Linked DNA regions of Zea mays: regions 2 and 3 are each linked to region 1. A link is a contact called in public Hi-C data. All regions are on one chromosome and are shown on one strand. Each heading gives the region's core, a stretch centred on a gene start, on an enhancer-like site or on the middle of the called end of the contact. The rest is flanking DNA. Distances are from core to core; before and after follow the strand shown.

Region 1 (4,210 bases), core at 352-2,851:
TGTCCGCGCGGCGCAGCGGCAGATCTGATGCAGAGCGTCGCATGCATGCAAAAACCTGCCCATGCTTTTGTTTCGTCGCCCTCCCTCCCTCCCTCCAATCCATCAACGAACTTTATTTAATTGCCCATGCCTGCCGTCGATGCATTCATTGTACTACTACGTGGTGCCGTCCGTTAGGACAGGGTACCCTGTTCTGTTCCCCTGGAGCCTGGTGGTGCGGTGCTGATCCAAGAGAGGATAACGGCCTTCTGGTGAAGGTAGGAGTGAGATGGGACGACGTGTGGACGCTGTCGTCCGCTTTGGTCTCCTTTTGATCCATCCATTCCTTGATTGGACATGTGGTAGATGCATAGCGGCGCATCTAGAACCCATCACGCATGTAGTCGACACGGACATATAAACCGTATTAGCTGCTGACAGACAGGTGTTGGGCTGTGTCCTACGAGCGCACGAACGGGTATGATGGCGCCGCCTCGCCACGCGCTGGTCGAAGAAAGATGAAAAGCCAGTCCAGTTCGAGTGGAAAACTGACTGAGCGCGCGCGCGCGGAGAGATAGACACATCTCCGGACCGAAGCTCCCTTCGTTTTTTTCCTTTTTGACAACGACGGCAACGAGTTCGTCGATGTGACAATGAGCTTGGCACAGTTATCCGGCAGGCCCATCGGCAGAAGAACCCAAGGCAAGCGGGGCAGCAGGCCGGCCCAGATCAGCCCAATGCTGCAAACTGAAGCCCACCAGCAGCCGCACCAGGCAGGCGGTGGGACCCGGGCGGCGTTGGCTCGTTGCACGAAGAGGCGTAGCTGTCGCCGGCTGCGCTGCTCCTCTCTCTCTCTCCCTGTGCGTGGGTAGCGAGTGGCAACGGCGACCCGGCCGTGGGTGGAGACGACGCCCACACTGTTTGCTGCCATGATTGAGGGGGACTGGAGACGACGTCCTCCTCCGTCCCCATGCTCCTCTGCCCACCTGCACGGACGCTTGAGCGATGTATTTGGATGGCTCGAGGTGGACCGTGGGCAGAGGCAGGTGCGAGGACAGCGGCGCAGCCGGGCGCGACAGTCTGCAGCCGTGTGTTAGCCCCCACCAGCTTGTACTCATTCGTGCGCGCCCTTAATTTTACTTCGCTGCACCTGTACCACTTGATGCAACGGAGGCACTGGTGAGAGTAGACCGTCATCCGAGGGCATACGATAATTACAGTCCAAAGTAGCGGCTTATTTCTTGTAAATACCCTCGTTACAAATCTGCTCATGCCTCAGAACATTCAGACTGAAGCAAGATAAGGCGGTCTCAAAACAAAACAAAACAAAACAAAACAAAGGTAAGGCGACAACATACCCACAGCGTGCAAATGGAAATGGGTATGTATATCTGAATAGACCGGCCTGCGCATAGTTGAATCACACCCAAGTCCCATGGGCCTTACGGTCCTCCGTAGGCCGAGCATTCTTCGTGAATATGGGCCGAACCTTTCTTTTCTTACGCCGAACCCGACCATCTTGCTAGGGTTTTGCTCCGCTGCTCCCCCGCCGCCCCTGACAAGTATAACCAGCCGCGTCTCGGCAAAAAGTCCTCCGCGACAGAGAGCGTGCAGCCAGCCACCGACCACCCGCGCAGCGCAGGACTTGGGGAGCAAGCAAGGCGAAGCGGCCTGCCATGGATTCCTTCTCGTCCTCGCCGTCGTCGTCAGGTCCCGGCGCTAACCCGGACGTTGTTATGGAACAGATCAAGACGCAGCTCGCACAGGCTTACGCGCAGGAGTTTCTCGAGGTCAAATCTCTCGCAACCTTTTCTTCTGTTGACGCCACCTTTGCTATTCGTAATATGTAATGGATGGTTAGATTGTGGTTGCTCTGACTGATGGACTGAGATTCTTGATTTCTCATATGATACCTATGTTTGCTTGAGGGGAGTGATCTGGGGATCATTGTTTTTTTCTTGTAATCATTACTACTTTTTTATTGTTAGATTGTATGGAGCGATTGGGCGCAATAGCAGTTTAGCTCTTTTTTATTGTTAGATTGTATGGAGCGATTGGGCGCAATAGCAGTTTAGCTATTATGGTTGCACTTGCACTCAGAGAGGGAGAGGGAGGGAGGGAGGGAGGTGCCCTGTTATCAATGCGAGGAAAAAAATGTCAAGCTCTATGTTTCTATTGAGCAGCTGGCCTCTCATTTAAGCTAAGTACTCAAGATATTAATTGGGGGTGATTTCATTGGATTGAAAACCTAATTCACGGGTGACCTTGTTTAGGGTAAAAATGGTGAAGTAATGCTTATATGCTGCTGTAGTGACTATTGATGGTAGCCAGAGCTAGGCTGACATTTAATTGAACAAGTAACAGCTCCTTTCTGGTGCAATTCTAGTCAATTTTCCAGTTCCCTCTCTTTTTTCTCGCAGACATTTAACGACATTAACTAAGTGCAACTACTAGCGCATGCTAAAAAAGGCCCAAACAGTCACCTACAGTCAGACATAAGCTTATTGTTTCAACCCCCTAGTCTCCATAGTCTGGCCTATAGGAGGTGGACCCTCATGCTGAACGGGGAGCCAATTTTCGTGACCTTTCTCGGCCGGGGCTCTAATTGAGCTTCTTCTTAATATAATACCGTGGGGGCGGTCTTTCCCCCTTCCAGCCGAGTTTTGTACTTGCCCTCCCTCTAATATGTTGATGTTTTGCATGTTGTTTGTTTTCTAATACATACTTTGCTTAAATACATTGTTTTCTTCTACCAAGGTTATTAAAACGATAAAACGTTGAAACGTTCATGGGTGAAGTTTTGACTTTTAAACGTTTAAACAATGTTTAAACGTAGTTTTAAACAACACAGGAAAAATACCAATATATCATAATTTGAGACAATAACATTAAGTTAAATATCAAAACAAAGAGGTTAGTGGCTTACCAAAACTTCACCCATGAGCCGGATTGGACCCCAAAAGTAGATAACAGACTGAACCCAAAAGTAGCTAATGGTCTAAAACGCATGAAACACTGCGTTTTACAGTTTAGAACGCCAAAACGCTAAAACATGAATTCAATCTCTAATTAAAGTTTTGTCGTTTAAACGTTGTTTTAATAACACTGCTTCTACCTCTGTGTGCCTCCATTTTTTTATCCTTGCTTATATTGAAAGCCGATAAAGAGTTTTGCAGCATTATTTTTACTCCATGCTGTGTTTTTTATGCCATTGTTTTTTTTGGAATATGATATTTCTTTGTTCGTATTCAAAGCCAATAAGGAGTTTTACAACATTCTTTTTATACATGCTTGGATTACTAGCTAACTATAGCTTATCGGTAGCATCCTACTCATGAAGCCCCCATTAGCATAAAGCAAAGACTGAACAAATTTACATAGATGTCCACTCATCAACCACACTAACCACCAACAATTGCTACAGATCAAACAAGTTTAGGACCGGTCGCCAGTCTCATGGAGTCCATAACACAAAATCATTCATCCATTGTAGTGGTGGCATAATGAGCAGTGTCTTCCACTTCTGCCGAAACGATACCCAAGAGAACAATTGGTTTGTTAGGAATTTAATTTCTTTTAAATTGTCATCCTTATTTTTCCTGAACCGAACCTTGGCCCATTTGGCCACTTCCATTCCAGAGAAACGACAACATTTGGCCATTTCTATTCCAGAGAACGGCAACATTTGGTCACTTTCATTCTAGAGAAACGGCAATAGGATTATCTTTACAAGCAGAAGTACAAGAGAAGTGCTGCGATGAGATACTAAGCTAAATCTAGGAACCCTCATCATTTGGCTAACATATATGATATGCGGATACTTCCAAATTCTCGAAAATTGATACTCCTCCCTTGTCAGGAAAAGATACTCAGACATGTATAGGACGTTTTCATGATTTAATAAATAAAAATATAAAATAGTTCTGGTACTTTTGTTGACACCACTTACTCTTAGATTAGATTCTTTGCAGACCTCTGAATCCTGAACCCTTATTACCTCTATGAACCCACCCACTGCACGCACCCCATTTGTTCCTGACAATACATAGGTTCAAATAATCAGGTATATTCTGAGACTTATTAAATCAATAGCGAGCAAATCAAGTTGCAGAATAACCTTTCAATCAACTTCTTTTTAATTTTTTTTTATTATACATTATACATATACCACCATATCTGAAGTCCTGTGTCATGATAGTACCGGATTGTCCATCCTTGACTTTGGGTAATG
Region 2 (4,538 bases), core at 1,530-4,029, 150 kb before region 1:
GAGTTTGTGGAGCGTCATCATTGCCCATCCGGCGGAGCTGGCCGGATGGGACGCCGGTCTTGTTCTCCGTGACCCGAGTCGATTCGGGGTAGGATGATGATGGCGCTTCCTGTTGACGTGGCGGGTCTGTGCCCTAGGCAGGGTGACGTGGGGGCTCCTCCGAAGCCGAGTCTGTCTTCTGTTGCCGAGGCCGAGCCCGAGCCATGGGGTCGGGCGAGGCGGAAGTCGTTCGGCCGAGGCCAGGGCGGAGTCCGAGCCCTGGGGTCGGGCGAGGCGGAGTTTCGTCGTCTTCCGGGTCTTAGCCCGAGTCCGAGCCCTGGGGTCGGGCGGAGCGGAGTTCGCCGTTTTCCGGGTTTTAGCCCGAGTCCGAGCCCTGGGGTCGGGCGGAGCGGAGTTCGCCGTCTTCCGGGTCTTAGCCCGAGTCCGAGCCCTGGGGTCGGGCGGAGCGGAGTTCGCCGTCTTCCGGGTCTTAGCCCGAGTCCGAGCCCTGGGGTCGGGCGGAGCGGAGTTCGCCGTCTTCCGGGCCTTAGCCCGAGTCCGAGCCCTGGGGTCGGGCGGAGCGGAGTTTGTCGTGGCGCCTTTGGCAAGGCCTGACTGCCTGTCAGACTCACTCTGTCGAGTGGCACCGCAGTCGGAGTGGCGCAGGCGGCGCTGTCCTTCTGTCAGACTGGCCAGTGGAGCGGTGGAGTGACGGCGGTCACTTCGGCTCTGCCGGGGGCGCGTGTCAGGATAAAGGTGTCAGGCCACCTTTGCGTTAAATGCTCCTGCAATTTGGTCAGTCGGTGTGGCGATTTAGTCAAGGTTGCTTCTGAGCGAAGCCAAGGCCTTGGGCGAGCCGGTGATGTGTCCGCCGTAAAAAGGGGGGCCTCGGGCGAGACGGAAGTCTCTCGAGGTCGGCTGCCCTTGGCCGAGGCTAGGCTCGGGTGAAGCGTGATCGAGTCACTCGTGTGGACTGATCCCTGACTTAATCGTACCCATCAGGCCTTTGCAGCTTTATGCTGATGGGGGTTACCAGCTGAGAATTAGGCGCCTTGAGGGTACCCCTAATTATGGTCCCCGACAAGTTTAGTATCACTTGGCTACCATTTATTTTAGCTCAGGGCTTAAGCACTCATATTTCTCATCTATAGAGGTCTCTAGTTTTAGCCAAGGATCCAACAGTTTTGTTTAAATTAACGTAGGTGCTCTATAAAGTGTTTAGCGTATGTGCTCTATAAAGTTGATACTCCATTTCTATAACTCTAGACCCCAAAAAATTAAAAATCACTCATGGATTAGCGTAGATGCTCTATAAAGTATTTTGATTAGTTAGTCTGTTATATTATTGCTTGCTCTAGATTATACCTAGTGATTAGGAGTGAGAAATAGACACATCCAACCCTTGATACTTGCATGTATTATTTGACACTTACACACATAATTGTAGTTAACCATGAGACACTTATAAGTCTTACGAGATCACAATAACCGTGTTTATAGTGTGATTACTATTGTATACTAAAGTGAACGAACGAACGAGGTCAAGGTTGAAGCAACACTTGTATGTCGTCTCGTCCCTTGGATTTGGATCCCCTCGCACACGTCACCAAAAGAATGAGACGGCAGTCCCTTGGATTTGAACCGGGAACTCGGTGGTAGTGAAGATGACGAAGAGTATTCGGAGAATTAAGGGCCAAGATTGAAGCAACACTTGCATGTCGTCTCGTCCCTTGGATTTGGATCCCCTCGCACACGTCACCAAAAGAATGAGACGGCAGTCCCACCCGCAGTCCCTTCTCGCCAGCGACAGCGATTCTGCGGCCAGCGTTAGATCATGGTCCAACGCCTGGAAGCTAGCATGGGCTGCCACGTGTCTGTCCGAAATTTCCAGACGCCTGCTAGGCTGCTAGCTACTCCTGACCGTGACGCCACTGGAGAAGAGTAAACTCTAGTCACATCCAGAACCAGGTAGGCAGCTGCGCTGAAGCTATCCAAACTGGCAAAATACGGAGAAGAAGAACAACTCCGAATCACCTGCTCATTAATCACTGCTATTATATTACTCGGACAAACTAAGCAAAGAATTTACACAGCAGATCCGTGGACACTGAAACTGCTCTTGCTGAGGCTTCTCAACGAGACAACGAGGAGAGGATCGGAGGCAGCGCAGATTCACATTCGCTACCCTTTTCTTTCATGACCGAGATGAGAACTTACGTACCAAACGCTGAAACACGTCGAGGAACAGTACTCTGACTCAGAGGGGCGGGGAGGGCGCGCCGACGTGGAGCGCGTGCGCTGGCGGCGGCGGCGGGAGCGGCGGCGTGGCGAAGGGGAGGCTCCGGAGCATGAGGAATCGCATGCGGCGCGGGAAGGGCGCGCCGTGGAGCAGCTGCTCCAGCACGCGCGCCACCAGCGCCGTGTACTCCTCCAGCAGCTCCGCCACGATGGCCACCAGAATCATTTGGTGCGCTGTGCCTCTCCGGCTGTCGGCCTCACAAGACGAGGGAGGAGGAGCAGCGCGGGCGCGGGCGCGGGCGCGGGAGCGGGAGCGGGAGCGCGGGGCTGGGAAAAGCGGGAATGAACGGTCCGGTGGTGCGGCGGTGGTAGGAAAATTGATTGGGTACGGCCTACGGGCGCCTCGGTGTGTGTATGGTCCATGGATTGGGTTTAGGGTTTGGGTTGGATTCATGGATATGGGACGGTGGGGCCAGGATAGTTTTGTTCGCTTCGGCGTCCGGTGGGCGCGGCTGCTGCCTGCTGGTTTGCAGTCGCAGGCCAAGGCCATTGCCCATGGCCCCCTGGCCCCTGGTGCGCGCGTAGGATAGGACGTCCGGTTCGGCTCTTGGGCGGAGCGAGTACTGCTAGGTGCGCTGCACCGCGAGATGTGACCAACGGCAGCGAGCCAGCGATGGCACCTTATCCGCTTATCCGAGATCACGTCACATGACTCGCCGGTCGGTCCACGAGAGTACGAGACCACGCCCACGAGCATCGCCCTGCGTCCGTCCTCCCCTCAATCCTACGTGTAGGGGTGCTAATGGTCTCTACATTTTAAACTATAAAATTTAAAAATTAAAGTAGACTATGGTCAGACTTTGGCTTATATTTATTTTAAACTAAAAATATTTAATGACCTTAATTTATTATGAATAAATATTTGGATCATGAACCATCACCATCCTTAACAATGGGCTACATCCTCGTCGCACGCATCCAACCTCACTTGTCAAAGCACATATCAGTCTTCCCCTCTATCGTTGTCAATCATGTCTTGCCTTCTTGTAGTTCTAACAGTCTTGCTATCACATTCCAATGTAACTCTCTATTCTAAACTCTCCTATATAAAAAGTATGCTCTATAGTACAACAATATTTTACACGGACATATACACACGGTCTCCTCAGCACGACCTTACAGCTGCATGCGCCATGGAGCCCGTAAGCCATGGCGCCTCACGATTTAGGCGCCTGAGAGGCTGATCCTTGGTTTCTCATCCTCTGGAGAAGGAAACCATGCTCCATGGGCCATGTCGTCATCCCGAAAAATTAATCACCTTGCCTCTGTGGGCTTGCTCGCTCTGCTCCCTTCCTTCGCGCGCAAGGAGCAGTTACATTGCGTGTCCCTCTTCTCCGTTCCCATGGGGCTATGTTGTCGCTTGACCCTCCTCGTCTCTTCCACATACCTAGCACGTACCCCACACATCGCTTCTCGCCCACCTCTGTTCTCTCAAGTCTACGCGTCTCTCATCTAAAGAAATTCATTAATAGATTAAAGTAAGCGTCGAGATAGTGATATCTTAAATTTGATGATGATGATGATAATAATAATAATAGGTTTAAAAAACTCAGAAGACAAATATAATAAAAATGAGAAAATCATATTCCTTATGGTGTATGTGAATGATATTCTATTAGCAAGCAGTGATAAGAATATGCAATTAGAGACTAAAAGGTTTCTATCCTCACGCTTCGATATGAAATATCTCGAGGAGATATCTTATGTATTGGGAACTGAGATTCACCAAGATAGAAATAAAGATGTATTAGATCTATCACAGAAGATATATATACAACATGTTCTTAATAATTTTAGTATACATACGTTTAACTACACACCAGCTCATGTATAGTCCTGGGCGATAATTTGGGAATTGATCAAGGTCCAAAGAACCAACATGAGATCAATCCAATGAAGTTGGTTTCATATGCTTTGACTATTGAAAGCAAAATGTATGCTCTGACTTGACATTATTCATATCTAGGATGCTTGTCAGATTTCAAAAGATTTCGAGAATACAACACTAAAAAGCCATTAAAAAAGTCTTGCAATATTTGTAAGGTACGAAACGCCTCATGTTAATATATAGAAAACAAAGTAGCCTTGAGATTATAGGATACTCAGATTCAGATTATAGGGGATGTGAAGAAGATAGGAAGTCCACATTAGGTTACATACTCACACTCGTAAGAGTAGCTATATCATGGAAAACTCGAAGCAAATAATCATTGCACCATTGACAATGTATGCTGAGTTTATTGCATATTACAAGGCAGCGA
Region 3 (4,432 bases), core at 354-2,853, 180 kb before region 1:
CTGAAGACAGAATAATTCCATCAGAATGTCTTGAATATAATAACAGGATACTCAATGTAAACATATGAACAACTGAAATAAGAAGATTTTTGTTCAAGGAAAAAAATGAGCAATTCTTTAATACAAAACGAATCAATCATCCATAAAAGAATCAACCAAAATTTAACAAATAAAGATACTTCCTTTTACTCTGTGCACTATCTTTATCTGCTGCTAACTACTTTATATTTGAGTTAGTAAGAATCTATATTTTGACATTAGAGTTTTAAATATCAGAAATATTTTTTCTCGCTATGCCAAAGTAATGAATTCTTCTACAATTCCAATTGGCTTCTAATAATGTCTTTTCTTAAAAGAAAGGCCTCTAATAATGTGGAATAGCACCATATACAAAGAAATTAAAAATGTTAATGCCGTTCAGCAAAGAGACACACAATGCATGAAAAATTTATACAAACTGAATTAGCACTAGACTTAGTAAATAGAAAGATCATGCTTTACCTGCAATGCATAAACAACACAATTAATGATGTAGAAACCTGATCTAAGTCGATCAGTCATTATTCCACGTGCTTGGTAAAGTATCTCGGCCCAGAAAAGCGCTAACAGTGCATAGGTAGTGAAGAATGCAAGGCCAGGAAGATCAAGAATAACATGCTGAAAGATCTGGAATACAAATGAACGTGAGCAATCCAAGCTAGGACGATCAAATTGAAATTATCATTTACATTACAGGACAAAGTTAAGGCGTCCAAACCGGAGGGTTCACTTGTTGCACTTGGCGACGGAAAGCAAAGATAGAGCACCTGGCTGCAGATTTGAAATACAGCAAGGTTAGCAGTAAACAACAGACAGATGAGCAAGAAGGAGAGCATATGTGATGTCTTTTCTGCAACAAGGATTGAACTGTATACCCCCATTGACCACGAAATTCAGGAACTGGAAGACCTTTTGGGTTGTCCATCCATATTCAGGGACTCTGCACTGTATCCTGGCAACTTGGATCTGCATGGCATAGTACGATCATTTTTTTTTCTTCTTCCGTTTTTCAAATACTCAATTTATTCTTTTAACAGCCAGCATCGCATGTCAACCACAGGTATAACCGTATAAAGAAAGATACTAATGCTTATTCTCATGCAATGACATGATGAAGGCATCAACGGGCGCCTGCTTATTCCTTTGATGGTATCACGTCTGGGTAAATAATTCAGCACAGAGGCACGAAAGCACGCATCTTTCTCTACTGGCAGGCGTCCATATTCACAGAAGAAGACGAGACGCTTACGAATGAGGCGGTAGCAATGGCACCGTAGAGGACGGCGAGGGTCCAGAAGATCCCGTCCTGCCACGCCGGCGAGCCGTTGACGCGCTCCCACCAGTCTGCGACGGGCGCCGGCAGGGGCGCCGGCGCCGCCGCCATCGCCGCCCCGGCGCGCAGAGAGATCCTTTCGAAAGGAGAAGTACAGGGACAGCACCAAAAGGCGTCCTCTCTCCGACAGGGGAAACCCGTGGTGTGCTGGCACTGGCAGGATCCGGCGGCGACGGGGCGGCGTGGATTTATACGGCCGGGTGGCGTCGCGACCACAGGTTGGTGTCCGGCTGTGTTGGCGGTTGGCTTGTTGTTGGGTATGGGCCGCTCGCGCTATGTTTATACTCCTATATATCACACGTACACACCACCACCCGTGCCTGGATTGATTAATCCGATATAATCAATCGATTAACTAGCTAGCTGGGCTCAAACTGCAACGGTGGAGCCGATTCGAGTTTGGAAACGTCGCTTTCGCGTTGTGGTTGCAGGGGTTGGTCGATCGAGCCGGGCAGCCGGCTGAGATCAGCAGCCACAGTGGGTTTGGGCTTTCGGTGTTGATGATGAATCGGGCGCGGTCTGGACTGGATCAGCTGTTGGATCTGTGGCATGTTTCGCACGCCGGCCGGGCTGGAGAGTTGACATCTGAGATGGTGACGCATGTTACCGGGGGCTCGTCCGTGATTGTTGCTCTGAACAACCCCGAACCTACCGCAAATCTGGAGCCCGACGAACGGAAAATTCGCATACATCATACAGTATCTGATGTACGTACGTATGCTACGGCGTTTGAAGTCTCCACTGTTGTTGGTGCACCGGTCTCTCCTCAGCGGGTAGGCGATGGATGGGATGAGATCATGTTGTTTGGTAACTGGCGAATATTTCCGGTTGTTTGGTCATGGGACTACAGCAGCAGAGCGAGCTCTGAAAGTTCGTTTGCAGGTTTGGTGTTTGGAGTACTCCCTACTAGATACAAGGCTGTCTCCAGCAGGAGACTGTAAATGGTTCTGTACTCTAAATATAGAGGACGGTCAGGTCCTTTATCCCTCCAGCAAGGAACTCTAAAGCGTCCTCTAAAATTTAGAGGATGGCATGCGTCCCCTATCTGTAGAGGGTGTTCTATACACTGTACACCTTTTTGTGTCTGTAAGGTCACGTGGTGACGAGTAATAAAAAATAATATAGAATGTCAAATCTAGTACACTGTTGATATAGATGATGGAATTTAGAGGATATTGCTGGAGATGAAGAAGATATATAGTACAGAATCTTTTAGAGAGTGCTGTAAAGGACAAAGAATATTCCTTTAGGGGATCAAATTTAGGGAACCTTGTTGGAGACAGCCTTAAAGCAGAACATTCCTCCCGAATGGATGGCGTACCTGATATCACGCACAAATTCCCTGGCAAAGTAGACAACCGTACCAATGAATGCCGATTCCGATCATCCGATGGCATCTTTCGTTTCTTTGTCGCTTTTGGTGCTCATCTCTTCAGACTGTTGCGCGTATTTCTCAGCGTTTCACTGCTCATGAACACATCACATTTCCTGCCCTCCTCACTCGTTTCTCGCAGTCCATGTGCACTGCACGTTAATCTGGCCACACGACAGAAACTATTCTTTCTCATTGAAGATCACGAATCGGTTCCTCTGCGTCCTCCAAAAGCTCGGCATTTTTCAGGCACCATCCGAGCAGACCCGGTGGGTTCGATCGATAGGAGGCCCAGGTTCACGGTAAGTTGCACGATCGCAGTTCGTGGATGCCAAATCTCTGCTGGCCGTGAAGGCCTCGACATGTTGGGGAAGAACAATGCCGTATTACCGGCGAGGCCAATTAATCGAACAGTTTATTTATTTTATTCCATTTTTCGTTATCTTCTTTTATCTTCACGGCAACCTTACATCCATAAGGACCAGTTTGGTGACAAGAGAATTTGGAAGGGATTGAACAAGAAAACAAGCTAATTTTTCTCCACACCGTCACGCGTAGACCACCCCCTCTACACCGCGCTGAACCCGGCCGATCGACCATCCTTGAGCTGTCTGATCGAGCAACTCCTTGACTGACGGCCGGGGATACTAGAAGAACTTCATCAGCTTGCCGACCCTACGCTAGAGTAAGAACATAAGGTTGACTTTACCTTGTGATGCGGGTTGATGATGAGTGATTATCAATGGGTAGTACTTTATCTTGTGATGCGGGTTGATGATGAGTGATTATCAATGGGTAGTACTCTGGATTAGTTAGTAGACTGATCAGGATGTGAGATTATACTTGTGCAACCATGTCGGTAGACTTGTGGTGTGCAAGTGTAGAGTACATGGATAGTGGTCGAGGGCTGAGGTGAAGGTCATGCGGGCTCGTGTTGATCGACCGGGAGTGGTAAATGACGAACGTGCCGAGTCTTGAGTCTTAACTGACGGACTAGAGCAGCCGAGTGACTAGACGTGATGACTGACTCCTAGAACACGCACTCGTGCGAGGACACTGTGGAGTAGACCGTGTTACCGGCGTGGTCGAGTATTGACGGGACACGTGTCTGGTCGTGGAGGACGTGCACAAGGTTCGGTGCTTACGTAGGTGTGGTGGTTTGGGCCTCAAAAACACTCAGCGCTACAGATGTCGGGTTTTGCTAAGTTTGGGCCTCAAAACTTGGCGGCATCAGTTTCGCAGGGAACCGGTGGCGGCAAGTAGCGTGATTACGAAGGGTGCGTCAAGGCGAAGCAACTCCGTATGAAGGACGTGGTCGTCAGATCAAAATCCCAGTAGTTGGTCTATTTCGTCTCCGGTGGAGTGGATATGCTCTATGTAAATAAGGGTAGTTTAGAAAGTGATAATAACGCTCTATAAATGGAGAGGAGGACTGATTAGTTTTGTCGGCGTTTCGAGACAGGGGGGTCCCTAAGCCGACGAGTGAGTGTGCTGCGTGCCCCAGCCCAGATGGGTCGAGCGCGTGGGCGAGCGCGAAGGGGGGAGAGGCGAGGTGGCCGGAGTCGAGCGTGAGAGAGGTGGAAGTCCCGCGGCCTTCGTGTTCGTCCCGCGCCCAGGTCAGGTGCGCTTGCAGTAGGGGGGTTACAAGCGTCCACGCGGGTGAGGGAAGCGAGCGGCCCCAAGAGAGC

What was found. Hi-C and Micro-C count contacts between places; a contact is called where the count stands out from the background.
Region 2: a contact with region 1 is called in a Hi-C map of tassel, with 4 times the contacts expected there. The contact joins the promoter of LOC100279146 here to the promoter of LOC100285351 in region 1. A contact is called at or near these places in 7 of 25 Hi-C or Micro-C datasets (ear, endosperm, leaf and 1 more) and 1 of 3 datasets of contacts at active chromatin or transcription factors (leaf).
Region 3: a contact with region 1 is called in a Hi-C map of leaf, with 4 times the contacts expected there. The contact joins the promoter of LOC100193650 here to the promoter of LOC100285351 in region 1. A contact is called at or near these places in 3 of 25 Hi-C or Micro-C datasets (ear, endosperm and leaf).

What each region holds. Positions count from the first base shown.
Region 1 is chr5:204,514,101-204,518,310 of Zm-B73-REFERENCE-NAM-5.0, reverse strand. LOC100285351 (pale aleurone color 1) reads left to right here and starts at 1,601. Exons shown (of 2, transcript NM_001158243.1): 1 at 1,601-1,769. The coding sequence starts at 1,656.
Region 2 is chr5:204,665,369-204,669,906 of Zm-B73-REFERENCE-NAM-5.0, reverse strand. It overlaps LOC100279146, which reads right to left and starts at 2,779. Exons shown (of 1, transcript XM_008647841.2): 1 at 1,379-2,779. The coding sequence starts at 2,767. The coding sequence ends at 2,237.
Region 3 is chr5:204,690,198-204,694,629 of Zm-B73-REFERENCE-NAM-5.0, reverse strand. It overlaps LOC100193650, which reads right to left and starts at 1,603. Exons shown (of 8, transcript NM_001352256.1): 1 at 1,289-1,603; 2 at 915-1,005; 3 at 758-810; 4 at 502-666. The coding sequence starts at 1,423.